Regions from separate parts of the Gossypium hirsutum genome. Here region 1 is linked to region 2. The links are chromatin contacts, called in public Hi-C maps. All regions are on one chromosome and are shown on one strand. Each heading gives the region's core, a stretch centred on a gene start, on an enhancer-like site or on the middle of the called end of the contact. The rest is flanking DNA. Distances are from core to core; before and after follow the strand shown. Region 1 has its middle 15 kb from the start of LOC107908280. Region 2 holds the start of LOC107909856 (histidine kinase 3).

The links. A called contact is a pair of places that touch in the nucleus more often than the background predicts.
Region 1: a Hi-C map of leaf shows a contact between it and region 2, with 3 times the contacts expected there. The contact joins the enhancer-like site here to the promoter of LOC107909856 in region 2. A contact is called at or near these places in 5 of 34 Hi-C or Micro-C datasets (callus and leaf).

The regions. Positions count from the first base shown.
Region 1 is chrD02:56,647,573-56,651,670 of Gossypium_hirsutum_v2.1, reverse strand. No RefSeq gene overlaps it. Among protein-coding and RNA genes, the nearest start is that of LOC107908280, 15 kb to the right of the region's middle. Within about 2 kb of position 1,785, at least 8 of the 9 cell types and tissues checked have an H3K27ac peak or open chromatin away from gene starts, as enhancers often do. A contact at or near this core is called in leaf, where this site is marked.
Region 2 is chrD02:56,366,422-56,370,766 of Gossypium_hirsutum_v2.1, reverse strand. It overlaps LOC107909856 (histidine kinase 3), which reads left to right and starts at 2,821. Exons shown (of 11, transcript XM_016837543.2): 1 at 2,821-4,345. The coding sequence starts at 3,969.

The sequences.
Region 1 (4,098 bases), core at 536-3,035, 280 kb before region 2:
CCTATGCTATGTCGTGTTTCTTACTACCAAAGACTTTTTGTGGGGAATTTGAAAACATATTTGCTAAATTTTGGTGGCAGAAAGCGCATAGAAGAAGAGGTATTCATTGGTGTCAGTGGAAATATTTATGCCGTCCTAAAGATGAGGGTGGATTGGGTTTCAGAAATATGGCCCAATTTAATATCTCCCTTCTAGCTAAACAGGGGTGGCGTATTTTGTACAATCCAAATTCTTTAGTAGCATAAGTATTAAAAGCAAAGTATTTTCCAAAAGTTGATTTTTTAAATTCACAATTGGGGAATAACGTTTCGTATACTTGGAAAAGTATTTGGGCTACTAAGGGTGTCTTCGCTAAGGGATTATGTTGGAGGGTGGGTAAAGGTACAAATATTTCAATCAGTCGTGATTATTGGATTCCAGTTTTACCGCGTGATAGATTACTAGTTTTAAATACGAATTTGAATGATAGTAATGTTGCGGAATTAATTGATTCAAGCAGTAGAACATGGAAAAAGGAGTTGATAGAGTATACCTTTCCGGAGGATGTAGCCGACATGATTCTCAGTATCCCGCTGGCTGAAAGACCACATGAAGATTTCCAAGTATGGAGTGCTGAAGCGTCGGGTGAGTTCACAGTTCGTAGCGCCTATAAACTATTACAAAGTATTGCAAATGATCCTAGAGCTTATGCTTTACAAGCTGACTATAAAGACTTCTACAGGAAATTATGGCTACTTAATCTACCTTCAAAAATAAAAATTACACATTGGAAGATCTCTTGGAATTTCCTAGCTACTCGAGTTTAATATGCTACTTAGACGACTAACGGATACATCAATGTGTCCTCGTTGTGGCTCTAGATCTGAATCTATGGAACATTTTTTTTCGAGAATGCCCTGTTACAATATCAGTGTGGAGAGAGTTATCATTTCATAAATATGAGCAGGAAAACCAGATGGGGTTTCTACAGTGGTTAACCTGGGTTTTTACACAAAGCTTGGCATCCCAGCGTCGGATCTTCTGTGTTGCAGTATGGGCCATTTGGGGAGATAGGAATAACAGACTGCACAACAAAGGGAGTAAATCTGGAAAAGAAATAGGGAGATTTGTTAATAGCTACATTTTAGAGTTAGATTCAGTTGGTAAAAATAGTCGACAAACTTCCATAACTGTTAAAAAATGGAAAAACCAATGGACAGTTTTGTCAAAATCAATTTTGATGCAGCATATGAAAGAGGACAAAATAAAGCGGCTATCGGAGTTGTGGCCAGAGATAAAGAGGGTTCAGTTCTCTTATCTTGTTCGGAGGTTCATCAAAGGGTTTCCTCAGCCTTTGGAGCGGAAGCAATCGCGTGTCGGAAAGCTCTCCAGATCAGAGTTCACATGCAGTGGGAAAGAGTTATTATTGAAGGAGACTCTTTATCAATAATAAAGAAATGCAAAACAAAAAGCCCAGATAAATCACTGGTTAGTGCGCTTATTCATGACATCCATCAGCTTTTGTTATATTTTAAGGAATGTAAGTTCGAGCATATCCCAAGATCAACAAATAGCCTCGCGCATATTTTAGCAACTGAAGCGATTAAGATTAACAAAGGAGGTTACCTGGTCGGACGAGTCCCTGGAGTTGCAGAATTTCAAGCAGAAAACGAAAGGGTGAGAGAACCAAATTGAAGCAGGAAAAGGGAGAAATGGAGGAAAGGAATCGGAGAAGGGCAGATATCAAAGTGACTATACAAAGCTCTCGGGTGATTCAAAACGTCTTGAAGTAGAAAAGATGTTGAAGTGACAAGATGTGTATTGACTTTTAATACTGATTGGGCAGATGGAACGGCTGAATTAATGTGCTGTAGAGATTGTTTCCTTTTTTCATTTTCTAGGTGATTAGGTTTCCTTTTAGTTTGTTTTGTTTTTCCTTTCGTTGGGCCTAGTCTGGTTACTAGGCTTGCTCTATTTATTTTTCTAGGACTATTTGTGTAATTAATAGTTTAATTAAAGCCCAATCTGTGATTTATCTCAAAAAAAAATTCGAAAGAACCCATTCTTGAAAGAAACTCTGTTAAATTGTCCACGTGATGGAAGGCCATAACATTTATTTTAGGATTTAATTAGGTACATCATTCCGCTATAAGTCCAAAGTTGAGCTATAAACCATTAAAACTAAATTAACATTTATCGTTACGCTATAATATTTTTCAATAGACACCAAAAATTCATATTTATCATTAGCAAATTATGTAACACGAGAAAAATGAATATAGAAAAAATTATTAATAATTAAAATTTTTAAAAAATTAATTAAAGATGATAATTCATAAGAAGTAGAGGCAACAATAGCATTATTTGCATAAATTTTAGAATTTCTACATTTATTATTCATTTTTAATGTGCAAAATTTTATATGATGAAACAAGCCATTTATAAAACTAAAAATATATTTGCTTACAAGAGAGTTTATAGGTATTTTGGATGACAACTATAAAATAAAAATTTATAAAATTAGGCTAAATAAGTTAAGTATGTCTTATTCTTTTTTTTAGTTAGCCTTTTAGGTCGTTTTTTTTTAAATTATGGAAATAGGTCAATTTTGGAGAGAGTGTGTAAAAGCACATTCAGCTGGGGACACTTTCCTCCAACGGTCATTTTCCCTAACGACTTTTTAAACATTGGAAATGGTAAAATTATTTAAAAAGGCCAACGGTAATATTTTTTTCCTATAAATACCAAGTCATTTTTTATTCTTTTCACTCAAATCCAAGTCTCTCTCTAAACTCTCAATTCTCTCAACTCTCTCAGTTCTCTCAATTCTTACCATTTTTATTCGACATTTTCTTACACACTTTATTTAAAATACTATAGTTTTATTTAATTATTTTGTATATTCATTTCAGTTAAAATTTCAGTAATGACAAGCTCTCTAATTCGTTTCAGCAATAAGCACATTTCCACCGCTCAAGTGATAATGGTAAGGAGAAATTTTAAATTTCGTTATTTTCAATTAAGTTAAATTTAAAGTTTTTAAAATTTTAAAATATTTTATTTTTAATATAAATAGGCGGATGATTGTGTTTTGGAGGGGTTCATACATAATTTGTCAAAGAGCTCAAACACCGAAATTCATGGTTACTTACAAAACGTGGGATTCTTGCATGCGTTTTGTATGCTCGGGGGCTATAAACTCGACCCTACACTCATCAGCGCTAGGTGGAAAGATGGAGACTGGAGACACACACTTTTCATCTTCCATACGGTGAGTGTACAATCACACTCGAAGAGGTAGCTTTACAATTAGTTTACCAATAGATGGGCCAGTTGTTACAGGGTCAACAATCATTCTCGGTAAAGAGGTCCTTTGCGAGGCATTTTTGGGAAGATGTCGGACAAGTTTCAAGGTGACTGGATAAATATGAAGTGGTTGGAAACTAATTTCAAATATCTTCCTCTAAACACGCCCAACGTCGTCAAAGAATAATACGCCTGAGCATTCATCTTAAGGTTAATCAAGGGCATTCTAATGCTCGATAAATCTCAAATTTTGGTACACATAAGGTGGCTACTACACCTAGTCGACTTCAAAGAATGCGGACGACTGAGTTGGGGATCAGTTGTGTTGGTTACGTTGTATCAGGAGTTGTGTCGGGTGACGGAACCGAATAAGATGTCAATCGGTGGTTGCCTTATTCTGCTGCAGTCGTAGGCATGGTGGCGACTAACATTTCTACGTCCCTAAGTGAACGACCCTTATACATTCCCATTGGTAACAAGGTAAAAATCATTTGATAATAATATCTAGTTAATATAGTAAATGCTATTTATTTATTATATGTTTGAATTAACATATCGCTTGAATATATGAAACTATAGGCCAAGTTACGTGGGACTACCGAAGCAACTCGAAGATATCCGACTATTGTTAGATCAACGCTCGAAAGCCGATATTAGTTACTGATTTTTTTCAAACCTATAATAATTACGCAATAATTTGTAATTTAAAGTTTTGTACATAACATAATATACAATTGCGTACTGCAGTTTGAATGGATGTTGTACAAGCCCAATTTTTATCCTGGGGCCCAAAACCCAACACCTAAACCTACC
Region 2 (4,345 bases), core at 1,572-4,071:
ACAAATCTAATCACAATTTTATAGATTACTATTTTAATAATTTGTAAAATTGTAGTAACCCAAACAATCATTAATAAAAGAGGAAGTGAGCTGTCCAGTAATATTTGATGGCCTAATCACCACTTTAGTGACATTGCCTTGATTAAAGTCTGCCACCGCTTTTTATGTTTTTTTTTAACTGCCCTTAATTACTCTTTTACTACTACATTATCGCTCATTCATATTTCTTTTTATTTACAAAAATAATCTAATTTCTTTGGAACCTTTAAGCATTTAGTAGATCTCCATTACCATTAAACAAAACATAAAACTCTCTCCACATTTACAAAACATTTTATTTGACAGATCATTTAATTAATTAATTTTTTTTCATACTATAAATTGGGGGAAAGAGATTAATAATGGACTTATCATTACCCGTCAGTTTTCCTCTTATTTTGGGGGAAACAGAATTTCATTGTCAAGCGTGTAATTCAGTGGAGTTTCAATTTAAAATGTAGACCAATTTTTTTTTTAAAAAAATTATAATTTAAAATCCAGTTTTAATTTCAAAAATCTGTTCGCTCTCATTCAACCATATGATTTCTTTTAATGAAAAACGAGTTTCATTCTTACACTTACTTTTAGATTTTATTTGTTGAAAAAATGTAAAATGAAGATTTTATTAATTAGAAGATTAAAGTTTATAATTCAATTTAAAAAAAACCAATTCATTTTCTACTTGTTTAATCATTAGTCTTAAACAATTTTTTTTTTAAAATTAGGATATTCATTATTGATAGTAGTGATTAATCTTAGTCGTAGATACTTTTCAAAAAGATAAATAACTGATCATGAAATGTGCTCAATTCTCATAGATGGAGATCAAACCCTTGATCTCAATGTTAAGGGATAAGACAAGTAACCACCATGCCACACCTCATGACTAAAAAAATACAAATTTTTTATTCTCATTGAAATGGTTGGTATCAACAGTGTAATTCTAGTATATATATTTAAACACTTTATTGAATTGATATAACTTTTAATCGAGTCATCAACTCAGTTTGAAATTACAAAAATATTCCCTATTTTACATTATAGATGCTTATATTTAAATACTTTACTCAATTAGTGTCACCCTTAATTGGGTCATCAACTAAATTATAAAATCATAAAGATGTATATTCTTTTAAATTATAATTAATATTAGGGTAAACTATCTCATTAGTCACTTTAAATAGTAGTCATTCTTATTTTGGTCACTCCAAAAAAAGAATTTGATCAAATTAGTCACTCCACCATAAAATGGTAACGAAAAAACTACTGGTACATTTTCATGTATTGTTTGAGGTGACCAAAATAGGAATGACCTTATTTAGAAAGACTAATAGATATTTTTTCCTAATATTAGTGTGACTAACATGGAATGCATAGTTAGCATTCCAATACCATTTATTAGTACTTGATCAATTTAATCAATTTCTTTTTTGGGTGACCAAATTACAAAAAAAAATTAGAGTGATCAAAATAAGAATTACTCCTATTTAGAGTGACTAATGGGGTAGTTTACCCTTAATATTATTATGATTGCTCTTTTGTTTTTTTTTTATTAGTTTATATCATCTTTAAATAAGAACATTACAAATTACAAATCCAAGGATCGAATGCATTTAATAGTATTAAAATAAAAAATTATTACCACCCCACTTATATTCATTATTAAATAAAATTTAAAAGAATATATTTTTAACATAACATATATCTTTATCTATGTATTTATTATCTTCGACTTTAATTGAGGTGATGCCACTCATCAATCAAATTTCAACCCAGTTGAGAGATTACTAAAAATACATTTTTTTTATATAAAGTAAGTTATATTATTATGAGAGTATTTTTGCTCATTTAAATTTTTATAAATCAATTAAAATTTATACACAATAAAATTAAAAAAAAACACACTATAAAATTAAAATTTGCATTTCAAGTTTCAACCAAAGCATCATAAACTTTTAATAAGTATATTTTGTTACATAATATTTTTTTTCATCTACATTATGGGTGTCATAATCTAGTTATACTTAAAATTTCTAATATAATTGGTGTCACGAATTAACTGAATTAGATTTTAAATATTGAACTTTATCATTTCAATTAAAATTTCATTTAATTTTTATATAAAATTTTAATAATATATTCTTTTAAAATTATTTCCCAAATGTACCATAATTTAATATATATTATTTTTCAACGTCCTTAAACATACAAATGGAAAAAAAACTCAAAAAATTTATATTTAATTTTTTTAGAAATTTATATTTGTTTTATGAATAGCACATAAATTAACACATTGTTAATAAATAATAAGATGTTAATTAAAAACTATTATTTTATTTATTTATAATAATTTTAAATGGGTAATTTATTTATGGATGATGCAAAATAGTATTGATTTATATATTTATTATTAAATTTATAAAATAGGGTAGTTTTATATCTTTTCATAATTATTATTATGGATATTTTAACAATTTAACCATTAAATTTTTCAATATATTTGTTCTTGTCATACAAGCAAACTTTTGAATCGATCAATATTTCTATCATATTGATCTAAAATATTATCTATATTAATATATATTTAGTTGTTTGAATTTTTTTTTCATAAAATGAATAGTTGGAAAATTTTAATTTATGCCGAACTTAACATACATGATCGAAGAATGGATATGACGGTTGGATTGACATAATATTAATCATATAAAAATTATAAAATTGTGTAAAACTATTTTTATTTTACACCGGTATAAATAAATCACCAATGATACTTAAATATAAAAAATATGGTTTTCTCATTTTATGCTGGGGGAGGTTCCAACTCTTATTAATTGAATTAGTTCATAAATTAAATAAAAGGGGAAAAAAAGAAAGAATAAGATAAGATTGCATTAGTGAACAGTGATAGTAGTAGAAAATGAAATGTTAAATTAAATACATTTGTAAGCATTGAATTTAAATTCATATTATTTTTTTGAGTAAAATAGTAGTAGTATTATTAAATTAGGGGGGGTTGGGGTGTCGTGAATGGTATGGGTAGAGATAATGGCCTATGCTAGCAGACATTTCTACAACCATATTCTTCTCATCTTCCTTTCATAGATTCTTTCAATCGTTGATGTCCATTAATCCCACTCTTCTTATGTTCTTCTTTTCCCTCTTCAACTACAGCAGCAAAGTGTCATGTTTAGTAAATAATAAGATTACTTTGTATTAAAAATCAGCTCGAAAATTCTGTTGATAGATCTCAACAGGGTGTTGTTACAGGTGAAGTTTGGGTCTGGGGGATCAAACAATAAAATCCACATGTTTAATTGCTGTCTTGGTGCTTGATTTTAGGAATTTAAGGATTTCCTGTCAGATTCTTTTGGCTTGAGGAAGATTATGTTAGCTAAGTTTTTATTGATTTGATATCTAGTTTTGGAACCCTTTTGTTTTTCTGGACATTTTGGCCTAGTCTTTTTCTTGTTCTGGGATTTGGGTGGTGGTTAGAAAATTGAAACTCAGAATCTAGAGGGATTCTTTCATTCTCTCTCTTTCTCTTTTTCTTTTATGGTAATTGTGAAAAATTTCCATGGTCTTCCTCAATTCAAGGTCCTATATCTTGCATTTCTCAGTTATTAGAGGGTGTAGTGCTGGATAAGATGGCATCTTTTGTTTTTTTTCTTTCCCGCACGGTTACAACACCTTCTGTCTTGTAGTCAATTTGGAGTTTGCTGGGTTTGTTTTTTTAAATATTTTATTCTCTTATCCCAAGGTTCTTGAGGTTTTCTGGTGATGTTGGATTTTACTAGACAGTTTTCTATAGATTTGACAATGGGTCTCTCTCTTTTCTAGCTGGAATTAACAAGCAAGTAAGACCCACTTTCAGGCTAAGGGCGGGGGTTACTGTTTGCTTAGTTAGCTGGTAATTGGTCACTGTTTCTTGGATGAGTTTGCTCCATGTATTTGGGTTTGGTTTAAAGGTGGGGCATCTGGTTTGGATGTTATGTTGCTGGATAGCATCTATGATTTTAATGAACTGGTCCATTAATGGTGAATTTAAGGACCCCAAGGCTGGTCTCCTTGGTGATAGTGGTAGCAAGATGTGGTTCAAATGTTGGGATGAAATCTCAAAGTATAGCTTCAAGATCCACCATCAGTACTACCAGTATATTGGTTCCAAGAGAGTTGGCAAGTCTTGGTCGAGAAAGCTCTTGTTTTCATGGGTAATTGGTTGGACCTTGGCTTCTATTTGGATCTTCTGTTGTATGAGCTCTCAAGCTACCGAAAAGCGCAAGGAGATGCTCGCTAGCATGTGTGATGA